2 separate regions of the Tachysurus fulvidraco genome follow, and region 2 is linked to region 1. A link is a contact called in public Hi-C data. All regions are on one chromosome and are shown on one strand. Each heading gives the region's core, a stretch centred on a gene start, on an enhancer-like site or on the middle of the called end of the contact. The rest is flanking DNA. Distances are from core to core; before and after follow the strand shown. Region 1 holds the start of si:ch211-107m4.1 (heterogeneous nuclear ribonucleoprotein U-like protein 2). Region 2 holds the start of LOC113654841 (kyphoscoliosis peptidase-like).

Region 1 (6,665 bases), core at 1,191-3,690:
GAATCTAGTCGAACCGTGTCATCATCGATGTCCATCTCATCCTCACTCGCGGGACTCGGCTCTGGAGTTTTGGCCCTGATGGCAACAATGGCACGGTGGTAAAATAATGGGTTATGTTGATGTAAGTGTAAATTCTATCATGAAATACATAGGTAAAAAAAAACTGCTCTGAAGATCACCTCATATACTGGATCTCCTCTTTAAACTCGTAATAATCTCGGCCCCTCTCTTCGTCAGGTCTGCTGACGTTCCTGGACTCGTCCTCCTTTCCTTTCCTGGTCTCCGTGATGACGGGAGCCATGCGGGGTACTGTGGGAAATAAGAAATCAGGTCCATGTAACATCTAGGTCAGTCTGTAAGTGTATTACAGATTGCTGTTACATACAACATTTCTGCACCACTCTACCTTGTCCAACAAATGAAAAGTACCACCATTTAACTGATATTGACTGGGTAGAGCAACGCTGCATGGCATGCTCATAATACACACTTTATCACACAAATTTAGCTCTTTGGTCCACCTAGGTGCAGATTTAGGGCATTTTTATACCTGGTCACTTCATGCGTTTTCTGTGATCAGATAGCTATCCGATGGTAAAAAGACCAGGTGTAAATGCCCTCCGAAACGTTTTCGAGATGGATATAAATCCGATGGTTCAAACCACTTCAGGAGGTGGCCTGGGACGCGTTTCAGATGAAACTGGACAGGTTGTTCAAGCCAAATACATCAGTGCTATACTCCTCCTAAACGGAAGTACGTCACTCGCAAGTGACATAGTGCTATAAATGGAAATGAGGTCGAATATATTTGCATTTTGGGCTGGAGTAGAAAGATCGGATCAATATCAGATTCGCCAAGATGCGTTTATGTGGCCTAATGGAAACGGAACAGTTTTAACAAATCAGATAGCTATCGGATCAGAGAAAACACATGAAGTGACCAGATGTAAAAAGGCCCTTAGAGACCAGTTCTGAGTACAGAACTGCTGTTATTTAGTTGACAGAGGTGATTTTCACACTGTCTTTAAAAGTTTACCCCCCTGGCATGATGCTTGAGCATCAGTGAATGTTTCTGTCTTGCGTAAAAATCCTCAACATCATATAGGCGATGCGGGAAGCTGAATCAGGACTAAATAAAAAAATGCAATGATTTATAGTTATCTAAATGATTCATATTTTGCAGTTTCTGCATATCTGGCATATCACATTTTGTATATTGTCTTGTGTATTGCCTTTTGTGTATTGTCTTGTATTTTTTGTTTGCACTGTCTTTTTCTCCTGCACTGTCTTTTTGGTCTTTTTCTCCTGCACTGTCTTTTGTCTTGGCCTGCACTGTCTTCTTTTGGCTTTTTCTTCTGCACTGCGTTTTTTTGTCTTGCCCTGCCTGCACTGTCTACACCATAACAGATGCACTTTAAGTACTAACTTCCTAAGGTACTTCCTAAGGACTAACTTACTTTACATTTACTTCCTAAGGACTAACGGCATTTAGCAGACACCCTTATCCAGAGTGACTTACAACTGAGCAACTGAGGGTTAAGGGCCTTGCTCAGGGGCTCAGCAGTAGCAGCTTGGTGGACCTGGGGTTCAAACCCATGACCTTCCGATCAGTAGCCCAACACCTTAAACACTGAGCTACCACATACCACTTTAGTCCTTATCTCTGTGTTGTTGTATGTAGCACTACGATCCTGGAGAAACGTTGTCTCATTTCATTGTGTACTGCAACAGCTACATATGGTTAAATCAACAATAAAACCTATTTGACTTGATCAGTAGTGATCCAACGTTAGTGACCACAAGCAAGAGATCATTAATTATACACTTGTGTTCCAGGATAAAGTGCATGAAGTGTTGTGTAGAATTGACTCACACTGATGACTCTCCAGTGATGCAGACTGCTCTTCCTCCTGATGCACATCACTGCTGCTGAGAACATACAGGCTTTTAAAAGGTCCTTCTGTCCTGTTAGAACAACAGCAGACTGACTGTAGGACTGCAGTGTCATTGTCTGTCTGTGTGCTCTGATCCTGTGTGCAGGACCTCGCTTCTCTCCACGTTTCCTCTGATTGCTTTTGCTCCACAGTTTGCTGCTTGTTATTTAAAGCTGTCCCAGATGCAGAGCCTGTGGATGTGTCTACAGTGTGACATGTTAGTGTGGGAGTCTCCTGTGCACTGTGACCAGGTTCTGTGCTCCTGATGGCTGACATCAGACGAGCCACAAGCTCAGCTTTCAGCCCTTTGGGCTCCAGACCACGATCCCGCAGCTCGGCCCTCAACTCGGACACTTTCAGCTTCCTCACGTCCTCCAACAGCATCGTGAATAAACTGGGGTTTAAAACCAAACTACTAAAACGTCTAAAACACACGTCTATAAACGTAAACACACCACAACACGTAGCAGCTGAACGGCCAGAAAAATTCAAGAAGGCTTTCTGATTGCTCATTGGCCAGTAATCTATAAGCCCCACCTACTCAGATCGTTCGGACCAATCGTGACACGCCCCCTCTCCTGTTACTGGTACTAACCGTGAATGTGATTTAATTTTCTTAAAACAAAATGTATCACTTTTTAATTTAAAAAAACATGATTTAAAAGTATTTCAACTTATATGCATCTTATTCGCTCTTATAAAATAAAAAATGCGACTGTTTTTATGTGTGACGTCAACACGCATCGAAGAAGAAAACGTCCGATTGGATAACCTCACAGAGTTCAAAGGTGACACGCATTTTACAACATGGCGGCCCCCTTCGATGACATGTTTTCGCGGTGCGGTGATCCCGGTAAAACTGCTAACTGTGTGGAAGTCCGATTTATCGACAACGTCAAGGTGTGTACCTGTTAAAAATGGTCTGATATCAACATCCCGACTTTTTATTTTCCATACGTTTCGTTTTAAACGACTCTGTCTGCTCCTACACTTGCATACCAGAGATCTCTAGTTACTTTTCTAAACATAACGCTACATTTTGTGTGAGAATGGCACACAAATTTCATGCCAAACAACTATATTGATATTAAAGTGGTATTTGTGTCATTTCTGGTTTAAATCGATGGGTGATGGAAGGCAGCTGGTTGCATTTGGTTGCAGGCCTGAGATACACAACATAAACCTTTAACACGGTTTCTGTGTTGATCTTTTAGGGTAAAGGACTGTTCGCCAAGAGACCGTTCAAAAAGGGCGAGACAATCTTTACTGAGCGTCCCCTTGTGTCTGCTCAGTTCTTGTGGAATGCTTTGTACAAGTATAAAGGTGAGCAGTTTTGTGGTGTTCCGCATCTAACCAGTTGCCTCAGGAAGTCCAATGACAGTGTGGTTCTTCCTCGTTGCAACCTTTTCCTAGATTAGTGATCGACTACACATAATACTGATCCATTACTGATCATCTAATACACCAGCAGCTGTTCAGCCCAGAAACCAATATTCAGCATTAGCTTCATGCATCACGTTAAACTGTATTAATGATGTAGTGTGTTGTATAAGTGGTGCATCTTTAAATGTAAGTTATATTGTGTAAATCATTTTCGTTTTATTTTAGTACTACAAAATGTGGAAATGTTTAGGGGCAAATACTTATGCGTGCATGTAAAGCATATAAGTAAGAGTTGTGTGTGCTGGAGTTGTTTTTGTTAATCAGTTTCTCCTTTCTGTAGCTTGTGAGTACTGTTTGCGTGCTCTGGAGACAGCAGAGGAAAACGCACGCAGGCTCAGCGCTCGGCCTGCCCTCAGCCTCCCCCACCCTGAGCTGTGTAAAGTCCGGCCTGAGCTGCACCAGGCCTGTACTCACTGCCAGGTACCACATCATCAGTTAGTTCTCCCTGTGTGTTTTGCATTCAGTCTTGGCTTCTCTCTGAAAACCTGGGTCCTGTAGGATAGCGTTATGAATCACTTATAAGGAAAACTTATTAGAATCGTATTACATGACTAATTTCTCCTCAGATGTGGTCCATTAGAAGTTTAATTGCTCTGTTTTAAGAAGTTATTACATGCTAATATAACGTAAAGACTGTTATGATCTTTACTTTTCTTGTCATTATTGTTCCTGCATCTTTTTATTAGTTGTAGGATATTAGGAAAGGCCTGTGTACTTGTACAGACCTTTTGGAGGTGGCATGTGGAAACAAACTGTTGTGATATTAAATCTAAATGATAAAATGACAGCTTCATGCATCACTCTGATGTTTGATGGCACTTTTACTGTTTAAATCAAGAATTGGTTTTGTTTCTTTGTGACTCTCTGAAAAGACACCAACCTCCTATTAGATATACATAGGAATCATGTCTCTTACATCTTCATTATTTTACCCATCCTTGTGCATGATCTTCAACCATATATTGACCCCAGCAAGCTGTAAAAATTTTTTTTTTTTTTTATATGAAATAATAAATAAATTGCTGTATTTATGGATTGTTTTGGTCATTGCTGTGTTCTGTTAGATGATGTACTGTAGCAGCGAGTGCAGGCAGGCTGCATGGGATCAATATCACCACATTCTGTGTCTGGGCCCTTCACATCAAGATAATGATCATCCAATCAACAAGCTGCAGGATGCATGGAGGTGAGACACAAGACTCTCACGTGTCTGCTTTAATCTTGTCCGTTTATGTATTCGCTACGTCATTTTGTCTTTAGGTTGTAAATCTGCTCTCAGCAAGTTAAAAGATGAAGATGCAAATAACCAGGTTTTAATGGTGTGAACTAACAAAGCCTCTCAAAGAATCAGTCTTTTAATAATCAAATTAAAATAATCCACGGGAATAAACTTGCTGCTGTGAGAGATCCATCACGATTAGAGCTGCGTGAGTGAGCATATTTTAATCAGTTCATCTGTTTTTTGTTTTTTTTCTTTTCTTTTTCTCCTTTGTTAAACATAATCAGCTGCATTAGATCCTTGAATAACACAACACTTTAGTGATTATCAATCTGATGTATTAATTAAATTCCCATCTCTGTGTGTTTGTTAGATGTTATAACATATAAATGGAGCATTAAAGATTTTGTATATTAGGGAAAATAAAATATGTATCTGTATAGAAATTATAAAGATGGTTAAAACACTGAGAAATGTAATGATTGCAATTTTTTAACTGGTCAAATATGCTCATAATCCTTAATCATTATGCTGATTAAACAAATAGGATCCAATACTGAAATTCAAAATGTAAATTGTGTGTTCAGGAGTGCACACTATCCTCCAGAAACCTCCAGCATCATGCTAATGGCCAAAATGGTTGCAGTTGTCAAGCAGGTATTAATCTTTCTCTCTTTACTTCATCTAAGCTAACTCAGAGTAAAAGCTCTGATAATGGAAGGATTTAGTAAACTTTTTTTTGAAACTGTGCTGAGAGAATAGCTTGTACTCAATGAGTAATCTGTTCTCTTGTTAACTAGGTGAGTGCCTGAGAATGGCTTTGGCTAGAAGATTAGTCCATTTGCTGCCTAATTTGAACCTTTTCTTACAGTACTTGTATTTTTTTCTTTATGTTTAATGTTGTCTGTTTATTAGGCTCAAGATAAGGGGCACTGGCAGAGGCTGTTTTCTCACTTTTGCAGCCGTGCTGCTAACGAGCAGGAGGAAATAGCACACAAACTGCTAGGAGAGAAGTTTCAGGTATTAGAGTGAGTGGGGGAGCGCGTGAGTGGGGGAGCGCATGAGTGCACATGTAAGTGTTTCACTTTATGTATCCCTCAGGACCAGCTTGCATTGCTGCATAACCTTTTTACCACAGCACTCTATGACGATCACCTGAGTCAGGTCAGTGTATATCCTCTACTGTGTACTGTATATCTAGAGTGTTCTTCACATCATTACATAATCAGCTCATAAACAAATGTCCAGGATCTCCTTTTCAGTGCTTAATAGACTCAAACAATTTAACCTTGAATAAATAATTAAAAATGTTTACAGGAAGAATTTACTGTGGATCAAAGTCTGTCTAATTCTTGATCTTGGATAAAGCCTCATTTAAAAAAAAAAAAAAAAAAGACAATGTTATGTGTAAAATATCCAATTATCCTTTTTTTCTTTTGATGGAACAAATTAGAATATTTTTTTAAAAATAAACGAATAAATCTTTTAAGTGGTTTCATTTAAACGCTTCGACATTAAAGGCTGTAACATGGTTTATATGAGAGCAAATATGAAAGTCTCTAGTGCTAATAATGGCATAAGAAGTATGAGAGCCTGTTTTATATTTTTATATATATATATGGAGTAACAACTGTTAAATGGCTGTATTATTAATATCAGCATAACTATTAAAAACATGAATAATAAACATTAGAAGCAGCTTAACGATTTTAAACGGATGGACAAATTTCACTGAAACAGATATAAAATGATGTCATGTAACGGTCCTGAAGCTGTAAGAATACCAGCACAAAGCTGATAAATGGATGTAAGAATATCAGTGTAACAGCTATAGAAGGATAACAGTGTATGTAGTAACAGTGATAATATAAGAGACGTAAAACAACAAGTTATTTCTGTCCAACTGTAATAACAATATTTCTATAAGAGTATCTAAAATTTATACCACTGAAACGAATATAAAAGACTGTAAGTGTAATAACACGAAGACTGAAGTGTGCATTGATAATTAATGATCAAATTGGTCCTCTGCTTTTCAGTGGTTCACTCCAGGTGGCTTTCGCTCTCTC
Region 2 (6,665 bases), core at 1,570-4,069, 150 kb after region 1:
GGTTCTGGCAATAGTCTGTACTGAAAAGATCTTCTTACTCTTTAGCTGCACAACATACATGACCACATTGCTGATTAAATAAGGAGCGCCTTAATTTACTTTGCAAGCATATAAACGGATCAAATCCTCAACACCTCAAATGGTATATCAGATGACACATATTTCTCACCTCTTGGCTAGCACCGATTGCGTGTGAGTCCACTCTGTAGAAATCTTCCAGGTTGGAGATCAGCTCCTTCTGTAGTTTTCTTCTACACCCACGCTGGTTCAAGATCATATGATCATTTTTCGTGTCCTGCTGAGTAGCAATACTAGGCACCTTCTCTCTAGTCAGATCTTTCTCTTTCACCAAAGTCTTCTTCACAGCTCTGGAAGTGGAAGTTTGGCTGATGTATGAAAGCTGTCTCTTGGCAAGGGGTCTCTGATTCACCTTATCCATAGCAGCCCATTTTTCAAACACTGAACTCTTAGTTGAAACAGCATGCTTTAGTGTTGCCATTTCTGTCTGGTTCTTATTGTTTGAGATTTTAGTAGAGAATACTGTGTTACACGGATCTCCTCGGGGGTCGTTTGTTTCATCTTCTTTAGCTTGAGTCTTGAAACTCCTTTCACTTCTGTGTTCTTGTGTGTGCTCTTGTTCTTGGCTCTGAGGCACCATACTAGGGGGAAGCAAGGGCTCACCTGCTATACTTGTATTATTGATGTTATTGTTGTTGTCCTCATTTTCATGGCACATTTGATTGGCATTACAAGTGGCCTGGCAGAGCTCTTGTATATTATTTGAAATCTTTAGGTCAGCAGACATCATGGTCACTTATATTTGTCAAATCTGTACTGAAAGAGTGTAAGAAAGAGTAGGTAAGAAATTACATTAAGCATGAATTTGTAAGGAAATAAGTATTTCTTTCTACTTCCACCAGTGTGACGTGTGACATGTGAATGTAGTTTTAGAATGTATTTTTCCTACATTTTAGTTGACCAGTATGGTCACCTGCCATTCTCCACCAAACAGCCAGCTTGTCTTTCATCCAGTCTCGCATTTTGGACCAATCTGCTCTGATTATTACACTGCTTAAACTGCTGAACTTTACATCCATCTCAACCTCTGCATTGTGACACCAGTGTGGTTGAAGCCTGACACATCCATTTCTGACTGCTTCACGGAGCAGTGGAACACACTCAGCCCTCTTCCATTTACCTAAGCTCACAGCCACCCATGATTGGCTAGTGTTGCTATGATTGACAAAGGGGAAAGGGAAAATGACAAACCCTCCCACACACAAAGCACATGTTTTGCTCCCTTGACTGGCAGCCAGGGATGGATACGATACGGTATCGACGAGTTTCGAACTCACAATCTCCAGGTCACAGGGTGACTGCTTCAGAGCGGATTATTTTCGAAAAGAAATTGAGGTTGAAGCTTTGCATCCTTCGCTCCAGATGTGTCAATCAAGAATATGTACAAAAATAGAAACATTCCAGTAAGGTCTTTAGTCAGGACAATTTGAATGAATTTTCCGCTTATATTGTGAACTAATACCATTCTTCAAAACTGAGCTTTTGTATGTTCTGCTTAGTCATAACTGACTGACATAAAAATAAAAAGCACATTCTTATATCCTACTTATGTCTCACCTATTTTCTTTGGAGAAGAGTTTTTTGCTGCATGTAGATAGTGATTCAAATGGATAGTCTGTCAGAATTCTTTAGTGCTTTGTATTCCACCAGAGCTTTGTGATGTCTGAATGAATTAACACTAATGTTAATGACAGTGTGATTTCTTTTCTGTATTGCTGATTAGCTACCATCAAAGCCAAACCCATCCTATTATTTATATTCATTGTCATTGTAACATTCCAGGTTTGTTGCTTTTGACTAATAACTGTGGTTCTTTTGTGGTGATTTTTTAACCATCTAAATTGATGGTGTTTTAAGAAATGAATACATGACTGCAATCAAGTATGTTACATAGCTAGGTATGTGTTTACCGAACCCATTAGTTTTAAATTCATAAAGCTCTATAGCATTCGAAATAAAATTTACAAATAAATGTGAAACTTTTCACAAGTGTCATACATTTTCTGACTACGGTTCATTTTAAGAAGCATAAAAAAAGAGCATATACTGGACAGATTTGATCCAACATTTTTGCTAATGACCCTCATATTACTTTCTTAGCACTGGGCCATTATTGCTGTACACATGAGAACGTGAGTAATTCTGGTTCATTTAGTGCTAAATACAATAAGTTATTTACTAAAGCCAGATGGGTATAAGGTTCTTGTCCAAAAATTTAGAAAAAATGCACATATATACAAATTTCTACATTTGTTCCATCTATAAAACATTTCTATTATTATTCAAGACGCAGACCTAGTTGTCTAACATCCTTCAAAACACATTTGCACAGCTAATTTAATTCTTTGAATTATGGAATTTTGAAAATCTCCTGAAGACTCACAGCTGAAAAGATAAGGCAAAAAAAAAAAGCCAGCACATCTCTAGTTTGTCTCTCACCATTAAAAATGCAGCCAAAAAGCTAGAGGCAAAGCAGTGAAAATGCCTGACTCATTTGTGCCACCTGTATAATTCCATGTCTTGCTTTGCATAGGAGATTAAGTTCCTACCTTATGGGACATCTTTTTCTTTGATGGCGTACTGATGTGTCTGCTGGTCGTCTTTGTCATTAGGCTGATCATTTAGCCCCAACCTCCTGGAGACTGAAGGTTGTTATATAACCTCTATGCCCAGAGCTGGGGTATGTAACACAGACAGATCCAGGGGGATGACAGCCCTAAAAATACTACAAAGCACATCAGGATTTTCCATCAGATACTGGAGCATGAGGGGAAAGTTATAGCATTGGGGGACACCAGGAGGCCATCAGAGCTCTCCATGAACTAAACAGGGTGAATTTCAAACTTTTTTTTTTTTGGCACAATCATTTTTTGGTTTCTATGCATGAATGAAAAGCATTGCATTTTATCTTTTAGGCACCAAAGTAGTTGTGGTCACATCCTTAGGCTGGGAGTTTTGTAGTGATAAGAATTTTGGAAATCAAATACAAAAGCAGACTCCAGCACATTGAGTTCCAACTGCTTATAATGTTTCCTACTTTGAATAACACACTGTGCTGTATGCAAGAACCCATAAAAAATCTCATCTTATTCGAAGGGGTAGTACTGGTCTTACATGTCCAAGCAAGAAAGTCTTCTAAGCAAGAACACTAAACAAAGCATTCACAACAACTTGGAACTTTTTCAAATTTCCACAGCGTGACATTTAAGGGCATCCCTTTTGGTCGAGGTCACGAACCTTGTTCTGTTGGCCAGTCTGTCAAATTACCACAAAATACGTTAACCCTTTCATTGTATGACCCTGGAACCACTAAATCTGATTTACAAATAAAAGAATATGCATACATTTCTGTTCCTTATTCAGTTGCACTTAATTTGAACTAATCTTTGGCCTTTTTATCTTATTGTTTATTTTTAACTGAACGTGCCTTATACGACACAATTCTCTTATCCTCAGACAATCACCTGCATAAGCTATATTATATTCTCTATCTGAATGCTAGGTTTGTTGATACCTTCCACCTACATGCACCACTCATCACCTCTAGTTATGACCTTCATTGTAGACTCATTTATGAGAAGTGACATAAATCTGCATAAGCATTTATAAATATTTTTCCAAAATGTGTCAAAGATTGCTGTTTTTCAGTTTGGATGTCAAGTTGGAATAACACATGTTTGTAATACTTTCAGGTGACATTAGGTTGACAATGACAGACAAAAAGAAGGCTGTCAGGATGCAAGTGCAGATACAGTAAGGCAGATTAATAAGAAAATGTTCCAAATGCGAGACAAGGGCAAGGTCAAAAGCAAGCCGTGGTCAGGTGATATGCAACAGGACAATAAACAAGGCTGAGGAGAACACAGAAGCTAAAAACTAGATAACAATGCACAATTATAAGTCTTGAAAATGTCAACAACAAAGACTGAACTGAGTGTGTTCTTTGTGTTGAGCTGAATCATTGTGTGTGTGTGTGTGTGTGTGTGTGTGTGTGTGTGTGTGTGTGTGTGTGTGTGTGTGTGTGTGTGTGAGAGAGAATGAGGGTGACCGAGAGCATGTTAGTGTGTGACTGATCAGTGTTTGGTTCTGCAGACATATTCGCAGATTTAGATCTGACAGACTTTCATTAGAACACCACGACCAATGAATCTTACTCTGTATAACTCTGAGTTTCATAATGATGTATAAATAGGACAGGTAAATTATCTTTACACAAGAAGCAGAGCGTAAAATTCATAAATATATTAGAAATAGAATTATATCAGATCCTACTAGATGTATATGGAACAGCAAAGTCAGCTGTAATAATGTTTTGCCTGAAATTTGTCATGTACAATTTAGATAAGGTTTTAATATATTAATATTAGCATTTATGACAGGAAGTATGTCTTTATAACTGTTTCTGTAGATTTAGTTCAGTTGTCACAGCATTGCTGCTTCACAGCTCCAGGACGTCAGGTTTGACCCCTTCTAAAAACCTGCAGCTAGATGGATGGATCGATCGCTATAAAATGCCCCTAGGCATGAATGCGTGTCAATATATGTGTGCAGTGTCCTGAAATGGACTGGCATCATGCCCAGTGTTCCTGGAATAGGCTTAGTTTTTATGTAGTTCACATAGCCATACAATCAGTGTCTGTACATATAGTATTACTGATTTGTCCTTATAATTTAATTGCCAGTGCTGTGCATGCACTGCTTTTTTAGCATGACTTGAGTATCCAGCCTACTGCTCAACTGTCTCTAGCCATCTTTCCTTTGAGCATCTGTGTGAGTCAGCTTAGGTTATGCACTTCAAAATGGTTCACCTGTGGGATGTTTTGGTGTACTTCAGATAGCTACCCGAGTCTCACTCGCCACCCCGAATCCATTTCATGCCCTTATTCTCGGCCACTGCTCTGAGCAATTTGTGACTAAATGGCACCACAGTCCAGTAATCGAGCATAAAGACCAGGCAGGAGGTGAGAGATGAGATGGCATGAATCACTGTGAGCCACTTTACAGAAAGTAAGATACATTTTCTCTTTTTTTTTTTGCAAGGCACTTATATTGATTTACAGAAGGCTTAAAGTGCAGAGGGAACAAAGGGTGGCGTTTAAGTTTGAAAAGACAAAACAATACTTACCTGCCTTATCTTTCGTGAACTATTTATCCGTATTTTATGCAGTGAAACAGACATAAAAAAAAGACTCATGCGAAAAGAGAATTTCTAAAAGTCAAACACAAACCATGTAGTGCATGTATTCTACATAGACACTTTAATTTTTTTGTAACAATCAACATAAAGTGAAGTATTGAGTTAAAAATTTTCTAGACAGGATGCTTTGTAAAGATCTGACCTGATTTTCACAGATAATCTAAAACCTTTGTTCTTAGTCCACTGAGAGAAATTCTGCAGTCTTTTAATATTCAACGTTTAACTGTCAACTTTATTATTAAGTATTGAGCTGGCAGAGTGGAAATTGACTTACAGTATAAGACATTTTCCATCAGTATGAACATGAATTATTCTGATACAGTATACATTTATTCAGGGCACTGTTTGCTTTTAATTTGAGACTTTCTTACATCTGCTGAGAGAAACCAACACAAACTTTTAGTGATTATTAAAGATAGAAACATTCATTCAATTTTCTACCGCTTATCCGAACTACCTTGGGTCACGGGGCATCATCGGGCATCAAGGCAGGATAGATAGAAACATTTGTATGGAAAATAACAAAGTTTGTTCCTTTAAAAAGTTTTTTAAAGTTTTGTTATTTTGAAACCTTTCTACAAAAATATTGCTCATAATAGTCTAGGCAAAAACGTAAATACTTAAAAATGTTCTTAAGCACCATTGTGGAGTGGGAACACAAAGAAATCACAAAGAAATCCAAAGCAAAAATACAGTGGACACAACAAAACAGGTGCAAATTCAAGTTTTTGGCCAATGGTAAAAAGAGTTCATTTCTATGTAAGGATTTATAAAATGTAATAGATCTAATGTAAAAAGATGTGTACCAGCATTAGTGTCATCTTTAACAAAGATGCTGAGACGGACATGTGCGCGTGCAATAAGTTCTAACAAATCGGTGTGTGTGTGTGAGCGAGAGATTGGAGACAGTGAGTGCAATCAAAAGGCTAGTAATTGTGAACATGGAAGTGAGCGTGCATTGTGGGAAGTGGAGTCCACTGTGTCCATGTTTGAGTTCAAGCTTTCAGTAGACGTTAGTTGAACTTATTTTAAAACATAAAATGCAGATAATTTGTGTGCGATATTTGCTGTGACATGCTAACTTAACAATTTGATGGACATAGACCTTAAACTTTTCAGTACTGATGACAAATATTTTATTCATGAATGAAGCCTTTATTTTTTCACCTACACATTACAGCACAGTCTAATTATTTCTTCGCAGATCCCAACTTTGGAGGTTGGGGTCAGAGCGCAGGGTCAGCTGTGATACAGCACCCCAGAAAATGGAAGGTTAAGGATCTTTGCTCAAGGGACAAACAGTGGCAGATTGCAATTCTGGTATTTGAACCGTGATCCTCTGACCAACAATCTAGAGCCATAATGACTTGAGCAACCACTATATTCACTC

What was found. Hi-C and Micro-C count contacts between places; a contact is called where the count stands out from the background.
Region 2: a Hi-C map of muscle shows a contact between it and region 1, with 3 times the contacts expected there. The contact joins the promoter of LOC113654841 here to the promoter of si:ch211-107m4.1 in region 1. A contact is called at or near these places in 2 of 4 Hi-C or Micro-C datasets (muscle and ovary).

What each region holds. Positions count from the first base shown.
Region 1 is chr10:15,632,733-15,639,397 of HZAU_PFXX_2.0, forward strand. si:ch211-107m4.1 (heterogeneous nuclear ribonucleoprotein U-like protein 2) reads right to left here and starts at 2,441. Exons shown (of 14, transcript XM_047819345.1): 1 at 1,874-2,441; 2 at 180-309; 3 at 1-75. The coding sequence starts at 2,318. smyd5 (histone-lysine N-trimethyltransferase SMYD5) reads left to right here and starts at 2,676. Exons shown (of 13, transcript XM_027165165.2): 1 at 2,676-2,834; 2 at 3,149-3,257; 3 at 3,658-3,797; 4 at 4,442-4,563; 5 at 5,184-5,253; 6 at 5,512-5,616; 7 at 5,698-5,760; 8 at 6,636-6,665. The coding sequence starts at 2,742.
Region 2 is chr10:15,783,101-15,789,765 of HZAU_PFXX_2.0, forward strand. LOC113654841 (kyphoscoliosis peptidase-like) reads right to left here and starts at 2,820. Exons shown (of 7, transcript XM_027165109.2): 1 at 2,628-2,820; 2 at 170-834; 3 at 1-45. The coding sequence starts at 808.